2 separate regions of the Mus musculus genome follow, and region 1 is linked to region 2. A link is a contact called in public HiChIP or PLAC-seq data. All regions are on one chromosome and are shown on one strand. The core of a region is the stretch at or near the end of the contact, and the rest is flanking DNA. Distances in the headings are between cores, read along the strand shown.

Region 1 (3,835 bases), core at 576-3,075, 100 kb before region 2:
CAAACCATCTCTTCAGCCCTGACTGAATGGTTTAAAAGCATTATTCTTAGGGAAGTCTAAACGGAATTGTCTGAACCTATGCCCATTTCCCTGAGCCGCCACATATGTGAAGGTATTGCTTAAAACTCACAACAGTCTTCCACCCTCCCACCCCCTGCTAGGCTTCCGACCATTTTCTGAAATCTTAACTTCCATTTCCCAATACAAAGCTACAAATTATGCTAGTGGGTGGTTGGGAACAAAGTGTGGGCCATAAGAACCAGGGAAAGGAAGAGTGCATACATCAGCCTGCTCAGTTTATTGTCTCAGCCTAGCGTTTGAAACAGTGATGTAGCAATTGTTCTATCGCCACAGTAACTTTTGTGGGAATTATTTCCTGAGCCTTCAGATCTTACATTGCACAAAGAAGTGTTTAAGGGCCCTGTTCATTGCTTTGTGAATAATAAGCACTTAGTATTTCTTGATTGAATTTTTAGAGCTGTCCCTTGTATTTTAAGTCTTACTGCTAGAACTTATGATTTTGGGATCACTTTAATCCGTAGGAGTGTTTTTAGACCGATGAAACGCTCTTGGATTTCACCTGGAGAATGAAGTGTCTTAACTGGTAGATTTTAAGTCACCATTTGCAATGTTTTAGGATTAAAATGTATTAGGCTTCAATGAACAGTTTAAACGGCATTAATGTTATAACAGCTTTAAAGCAAAGCTAACATGGATATAAATCCACACTCTTTTTTTTTTTTTTTTTTGGTTTTTTGAGACAGGGTTTCTCCGTGTAGCGCTGGCTGTCCTGGAACTCACTTTGTAGACCAGGCTGGCCTCGAACTCAGAAATCCACCTGCCTCTGCCTCCCAAGGCATGCGCCACCACTGCCCGGCACAAATCCACACTCTTATCCTTAGTTTGCATTATTACTCTTGCGTGCACATAAAACTTGTATTCTCCATTTAAACCCTGCATTACATATAAAGTCTGACATGTTACATGGCTACCACAATTGCCATTTAGATGGCTGCATAAAAATGTGTTGCAGTTGATGTAATACAATTCACTATTAGGCTGCACTCTCACCCCAACCTTGCAAAACAAAATCCCAAAACAACCTGCATTATTTATTTGTCCAGAATAAGTTCTTATTAGTTGTAAGTCACCGCGTCAGAGTTACAGTCCTATTCATTTTCTTTTTTCCTCCTGGGACAGCAAAATACAGTACTGCGTGAGCTTTCCACACTATATCCACCTATCTTGTTCACAGTCTTTGGCCGCATTTGTATTATCTCCCTATGCTTGTCCTGGGCAGGGTTGGGGGAAGAATCGAGCAGGTAGGTAACCGGATATGGAGCACCAGGTGAGCCTGTGGAGGTGGCAATTACAATACTCAGAGCTAAGCACTCCTGGGAATTTGCTGGAGCGTTCGATGTGGGAATAGCATCTTGGCGAATTAATTCTTCGGACTTGGGTCTAACTTTACTCTCGCCAGCCTCTCAGAGCGCGCAGTGGGAGTATTACTCGGGCATTCTGCCCTGTAGGGACACAGGCGATCTTTCAGTGAGCTAGCTGGTCAGTAGGCCCCTCTGGTGCCATCGAGCCGGCGCCGCCGGGCGGTGTAGTTCGGGGCCCAGTCTGGGCCGTGGCGCACGCGCTGCCCGCAGCTCGCGCGGAGCCAGGCCTTCCTCTGGCGCCCCAGGCGCAGGAGACCTCGCCCACAAGCCCGCCCCCTCGCCGGCCCCGCCCACCGCAACCCCGCCCCGCCCGCCGGCCCCGCCCCCGTCTCCTCCCCGCCCCCAGGAGCCGACGAGTGGCGGCGGCGGCGGCGGCGGCAGCGGCTGCGGCCCCAGGACCGGGTTCTCTCAGACAAGAGGGCGGGCGGAGGAGGAAGCGGCCGAGCACCCGCCCGCCTCAGCAGACTTCGCACCGTCCGCTCCCAGGCCTCGCGGCACCGAGAAGGGGAGACCGAGGCGGACCGCGAGGACAAGAGGCGGCGGGGGCGCGGGGCGGAGGCGGCGCGGCCGGCCGCGGCTGCCGCTTTGTTGTGTGGCCCGGGCCGAGGAAGCAGAAGTGGGAGGAGGGGGGAGCTCTGCGTCCCGCTCCCTCCGCGGCTCATGGCGACGGCGCTCGGCACATCCGGGACCCTCCGGCCCTGGCGGCCGCGGCGCGGGCTGTTCGGACCCCGGCCCCGGCCGCTGTGGTGACTCCTCTGCGCCTCGCCGTCGGCCCAGCCCAGCCCAGTCCGCCCGCCCGCCCGCCGGCCCGCCGGCCGCGAGCGCCGCCGCCGCCGCCGCCGCCACCTCCCCCGCCGCTGGGGACATGTCTAACCCCGGAGGCCGGAGGAACGGGCCCGTCAAGCTGCGCCTGACAGGTGAGCTGGGCGGGCGGCTGTGGCGCCTGTGGGCAAGCAGAGGGCCGGGGTCGCGGTCGGTGGTGGCGTTGGACGGGAATCCGGGCGTGGGAAGGCCTAGTTTAGGGAGTCATTGGAGAACCACTTAGCTGGGGTTGGGAAATTCTTCAGAACGCCCAGTGTGTGGCCCGTGGGTCTCCCGTGGAGGGCGGATTTGAGGTCCTGAAGTCTCGTTTCCTGGGGTCACAGGAGCAGCCCCTGGGCTCCTGCCCAGGTGGGGTCGGGAAAGGGATTACTGAATCCAGTTGCTGACTGCGCGCGGTAAACACTCCTTAAACATGGAGTGAGTGCTTAACGGGAGAGTGCTTGTGTTCCCGGGTTGTTAACTTGGACACCTACCTATGCCCGGCAGTGAAACCTTTACTCTCCAGTGCTGCCAACCTCTGTGGCCAGTGCCACACACCTTAAACGCACGTCTCTGGGAGGGAGGGACCGAGACTGTGGTTGGCTTTTCCGGCGTGTCTGCCTGATCCCACGACTCCCGGCTCATTGTACACTCTGTGTTTTGGAAGTTGTTTGATTGTAGGGTAGCATGTTTGGGGTTGTTCCTTGTAGGCCGCAGAACTAGTTGCTCATGTCTTAACTCCAGACCTGGTTTAGAATCCCTTGCTTTGCAATGTGTTTCTCAGTCTGGACGCATACGAACTTTTAAGCTAACTTTCACTAGTCCTCTCCACACTTCTCACCCTCTTTCTAAATGGAAAGGAATGCTCAGAGGGATTTGGGAAAGACTGTTTAATGTTCCCAGCTGCAGGGAGTTGTTAACATATTACAGGTATAATTTGCTTACGATGCCACTTCTGATATTCTTCCGTGGTCAACGTCCCCCTCCTTTTAAGGAAAAATTGCGTTTGGTTTAAAGCGTGTAATTGAAACTATTGTCCCTCTGCTAGCTAGTCACGTCATTCACAGCAAGTAAATTGTCCACATTTATATTCAGATGTGTGGTGAAGAAGACGGCATTTTGTAGTTGGTTCATATGCATTTGCGCCAGCGAAGGATAAGCTGTAATTATGTTTGCCCACACTAAACTTTGAGATTTCTGTGGGTGAACTTTGTAGTTGAATGTTTGTGTGTTAACCGGCAGTCCATCGGCTGTACTTTCTAGGTAGCTTGAAGTGAATTTGGTATTTGAGAACTTAGTTGGAATGTATGTTGGCTACAGAGTAAAATACTTTACTTTTGAGGCTGAAGAGATGGCACAGTAGTTAAATGTATCCTGTTCTCTAAGAGGACCTGAGTTCTAGTCGCAACACCCCAACCCAGGTCCTCGGCTCACTATCACCTGTAACTCTAGCTCCAGGGGATCTGATGCATCTGGCCTCCCACAAGCACCTGCACTTAGGTACACATACCACCTCTATCTCCAGTAATTAAAAAATATACATAGTATTGACCTGGAAGCCTTTTTTTCCCTAGGGAAAATTACAAGGTATT
Region 2 (4,415 bases), core at 851-3,350:
TTCATTCTTTGCTGGGTCAGCTTGTCTTTTATATGCTATTTCTATAAACCAAAGTCTCTAATAAGTACATCTAACTTATATTTTAATTAAGTTTCTAAAAGGAAAATTTTTGCTCTAAAAATCGTTTAACAAGTTTGAGAGCCCTGCTTTTACCTCATTGGTTGAGCTGGAGGTGGTAGTGGGCATGGTGGGCCAAGAATGTCATACATGCATGACGTCAGCTGGGCTGACCATGCCCGTGATCCTGGCTCCTGGGAAGCTAAGGCAGAAGGGCCAGTTCAAGTTTGAGGCCAGCCTGAGCGACACAGCAGACCTTGCCTCACATAAGAGTGACTCTAAGGCAGTCGTATAATTTACTCTAGAACTAAAGAGTTCATGAAGTGAGGGACTGGAGGCCAGGCTGCCACACTGCTGACTTCAAGTGTGGAGGTTACGCTTTCAAGGTGTGTGGCCCATCCTGTGATCTAGAAGGTAACAAAAATTCTGGGGTGAGGGGTTGCAACCATTTAAAAAAAAATCACATTGGATTTTAAAATTCAACCATCAGAACAATGCACTATTATTTTTAAACATGGATGTGAAAGAAGAATAGCAGATTTTGCTGAGCTTGGCACAGGGCCATGAGGAGCACTTGACAGGAAGTGTAACTCAGCCTGGTGGCCGACACCCGTGATCCTGTCACTGGGGAGGCAGAGGCAGAAGCGTCAGCATGCCAAGGCCAGTCTCACCTACACAGTGGATTGAGGCTTCCTTGAGACCCTGTCTCAGAGGACAGGGATGCAGTGCTAAGGAGACGCTGCTTTCAGTGGTTTTCCATGCAGTGTAACACAGGCAAATCCCACTGCTTTCTGAGTGCCTTTTAACTTTATTACAGTGACTTGACAGAGCTTTAGAGGAAACTGCCCTATGTAACGGTCTTCAATAGCACAGACATCAAAAACATGGTTTAGATTTCGATTTCAAAATTACATTACCTGATTACTTCCAAATAGGTGCTAAGCAAACAAAAATCCCCAGTGTCACAGAACCTGGACTTGCCTTGTGTTTAATGTGAATATTTATCTGTCCCCACGTCGCCTGCCTCCAGGCGCTCTGTTCCATCAGGAAAGCTTCATTCTGACCAATGGTTCCCTGTGCTCACATGCAGTAAGAGGCCACTATTTTCTGGCACAAAGTTTTAAAGCAGTGCTGTGTATCCTGTACATTTGTTTTGCAGTTTGTTGCTCTGTATTTTACAGTGCTCTCCCCACCCCACTCACATTTACAGGCCAGAGCACAAATTTCTCTTCTCCTAAATCCACTATAATTTGCTTTCCTAGACAACACTAAATCTGCCCTGAGCTTGCAGTGCATCGGACAGATGGCACTGGTGGGTGTTAGCCGCTTCCAGTGCCTGCAGGGTCAGCAGCACAGCCTCGCCCTTCAGCTGCAGCTTACGGTCGGGGCCACGTGTGGTGGTTAATGTTCTCACACTAGGATGATGATTGTACCAAATGCTGAGTTGCTGATTCTAGATGTAATTAGTTCACTTTATGTAATATTCTCCTTTTCTCTAAACTGACTTTAAAAGCAAAGTTTTATCATTTCCATTGTATTTATTACAGAATGTTTTAGCCTTGATATTCTTTGTAATTTCACTCATTTGTTACATGAGCTTTATCAATAACATCTGTATAAATGGTTTTTAAAAATTAACTATGTACGTATGTATGTATGTGCCCATGCCGAAGCTGAGCAATAAAATGAATGCTGTTTGCACTGTCACAGCAGCGAGGTTTGTAAGAATACTGAGTTTTTACTTGTTTTGAAAACCATGTTTGGCTTTTCACAGGCGATAGCGGGGAGCCTTGAGTTGGAAAGACTGCTGCTTTCCTCCAGGCTTAGAGGCTGGCACCCGGCTGCCCTGAGGTGGGGCCGGCTGGAAGCGGGGCAGTTCTCTATCATGGCAGCTGAGACTTCCCATCGTTGTTGGGGGCCATGAGGTGGTGGGACTTCTGAGAGAAAAAAAATCTACAATCAGGTCTGTCTGCGGTCTGGAGGGCAGCACTGTGGCCGGCAGATGGCCTAACCTTTGCCAGCATGCCTTGGTGTTAAACAGTCAAGTCTTGCAAATGAAAAGGAGAAGTTACGGCTCTGTGAATGCCAGTCGATGGGAGTACAGCTACATACACAGATAGGGAAGACATGCATGTGGGTTCTTTCTTCACCATAACGTGTGGTCTGTGAATCAGTACAGCAGAGGCTGCAACAGCTTAGAAGAGCTGGAAACGAGCAGACAGCAGAGTGTAAGACAGGTCCTGACAGTGTTCTGTAGCTGCTTCCTCTAGTTCTTTTCTAGAAGGATGAGGGAGGACAACAGACCCCTCCATGGCTTGCTCATGCATCTTGACAGGTGACTGCCGTGGTGAAGAGCTGCTGGCACAGAGACTTTCAGGGAGCCGCACTCCAGTGCTGCTCTCGTGTCAGCACCTATCTGGCGGGCTTTTTCAGTAGCATGAAGTCAAGAGACTAGTTATAGGATAGATGGAAGTACACCAGAGGGTAGTACCCTTTTATGTTAACACTCTAAACTGCTTTGTCTAGTTATAGTTAAAAGGCTATATAAAAGGTAATCTTCCTGAAAGGTATAGTGGTGCAAGTCTGTAATCCCAGCACTCGGATGCCTGCAGTCATCCTGAACAGAGATGACCTCATCTTCTAGCCAGGAAGTAGATACAGCTAGGGAAATGGAAGTCAGCTCCCAAATGGTAGATGAGGGACTTAAGACTACATAGCTCCTGAACTCCAAAACAGTAGCCATTATTGGCTTCATCCACAGCCTGTTTGATGCTGTTAGGTCCTGGAGTTCATACACAGTCAATAACTTTTATTGACCTCTATCAACATGCTTCACAAGTGGGCTGGCAGGACTTGCTAACAGCTTTAACAGAGCTAAATGCCTTTATTCCCTTTTCTCAGGTTTTAGGTTATAAATTCAAAAGCAGTAAGCTTTAAGAGAAAGTTTTTATTTAAAATAATTCTAAATTTTAACATGAATACATAAATAAGGCATATTCTGGTTTAGACTGTTTACTGGCTCAGGTCTAGCTCTGTTCATATTAAGGTGTCTAGAAACTTCACCTATGAAGTTTGGCCTCTTGGGAAAGGATTTTTACTGTACTGGAAGGAAGCCAACTGCAGCCGAGCTTTGAAGCGCTCAGCTTCTAGCTCCCGGAAGAAAGCATCATCGTCGTTCTGCGTTATCATGTGCTGCAGTTGCTGAATCTCCTTCTCCATTTTAGCTCTCAGCTCCCTCTTCACCTTATGTAATGTCTGAAAGAGAACTAAGTCAGTCTGAAGCTTGTGACTCTTAGTCCAGGCCCCTCTATTCTCAGCCCCGAGCCCCCCATCTGCCCGCTCCCAGCCGGTTCCTCCAGAGAGCTGTGATTTGTTGGCTCCCTTCCAAGACCAGAGCTGCTAACATCAGCCCATCAGGTACTTGGAAGCAGAGATGCATTCTCTTTGTATTCTCTCTGTTCTTTTGAAGTTACAATAACATTTTCTGTTTCCCTCCTAATTCCTGTCCTGTCCATTATTACCTGAGCCTGGAATTTCTGTCTCACTTTGAGTTCTTGACGTTCCTGTGAGATGGCTTCTGCTAGCAATGAAAACTGTGGGGAAGAAAAGACAAATATTCCATCACAATGCAATTATTCTTATACTCCATCTTAAATCAAAATGGAAATAGGACAACATACACGGGATACTGTTTTAAATACTGTCTTAAATTTGCCTTAGAAACAATCACTGCTGCAAAGCTGTGCTGATTGCATAGTAGCCAGCCATGACCTAAGCCAAGCTGACAGGTGCTTGGCATCAAGCCCACCTGGTCCTTATAGTGGTTCTCCATCGAGTCCAGCTCATTCTGGTGCTGTCTCTTTTCTTCGTTGCGTTTCTCTTTGGCGTAGTTTCTTAGGTCTCGTAGTCTTTGTTTCTGAATTTGTAAACCTTCTTCAAACAGTTTCTTAAAGATCTGTTGGTTATTTAATCATAAGTTATACTGCATTTCACAAAGGCTTTTCAAATAATAGCTTTCCTCGTTATTCACATACATGAAATATACATACATTGTAGACTCAGAATTGTGTGACTATCCCAGACATGAAACCTATGCTCGTCAGCACTGCTGTCCTCCCTTCCTGTTCTGAACACAGCCTTAACCTGACACGCTTCGAAGGTCAGATCCCCTACAGACAGAGCTGTCACTTTTTGTCATTCTACTGTGTGAATATAAATTTGATTCACAAATTCTTAAACTGAGAGGCATGGGTCCTTTTTAGTTGTTTTGGTTGCTATGTGGGTACACACACACCACACACTTACCCATCCAAAAATTCTAACCCTACCCAGCATTCCAGTAACCTTCCAAAGAACTG

The links. HiChIP or PLAC-seq counts read pairs in DNA pulled down with a chosen protein or histone mark.
Region 1: a contact with region 2 is called in an H3K4me3 HiChIP or PLAC-seq map of microglia, with 4 times the contacts expected there. The contact joins the promoter of Smurf2 here to the enhancer-like site in region 2. A contact is called at or near these places in 8 of 39 promoter capture datasets (the C10 cell line, cranial neural crest, embryonic stem cells and 2 more), 1 of 15 datasets of contacts at CTCF or cohesin (pro-B cells), 3 of 484 Hi-C or Micro-C datasets (bone marrow-derived macrophages, epidermal suprabasal cells and hematopoietic stem and progenitor cells), 5 of 115 datasets of contacts at active chromatin or transcription factors (cardiomyocytes, embryonic stem cells and microglia) and 4 of 9 other capture datasets (adipose tissue, embryonic stem cells, liver and 1 more).

Annotation. Positions count from the first base shown.
Region 1 is chr11:106,918,705-106,922,539 of GRCm38.p6, reverse strand. Smurf2 (SMAD specific E3 ubiquitin protein ligase 2) reads left to right here and starts at 1,825. Exons shown (of 19, transcript NM_025481.3): 1 at 1,825-2,359. The coding sequence starts at 2,308.
Region 2 is chr11:106,817,431-106,821,845 of GRCm38.p6, reverse strand. Cep95 (centrosomal protein 95) reads right to left here. Exons shown (of 20, transcript NM_177088.3): 18 at 3,866-4,012; 19 at 3,579-3,650; 20 at 2,985-3,312. The coding sequence ends at 3,121. It overlaps Smurf2 (SMAD specific E3 ubiquitin protein ligase 2), which reads left to right. Exons shown (of 19, transcript NM_025481.3): 19 at 1-1,785. Among named protein-coding and RNA genes, the nearest start is that of Cep95, 30 kb to the right of the region's middle. Within about 2 kb of position 2,100, at least 78 of the 459 cell types and tissues checked have an H3K27ac peak or open chromatin away from gene starts, as enhancers often do. A contact at or near this core is called in adipose tissue, bone marrow-derived macrophages, microglia and 1 more, where this site is marked.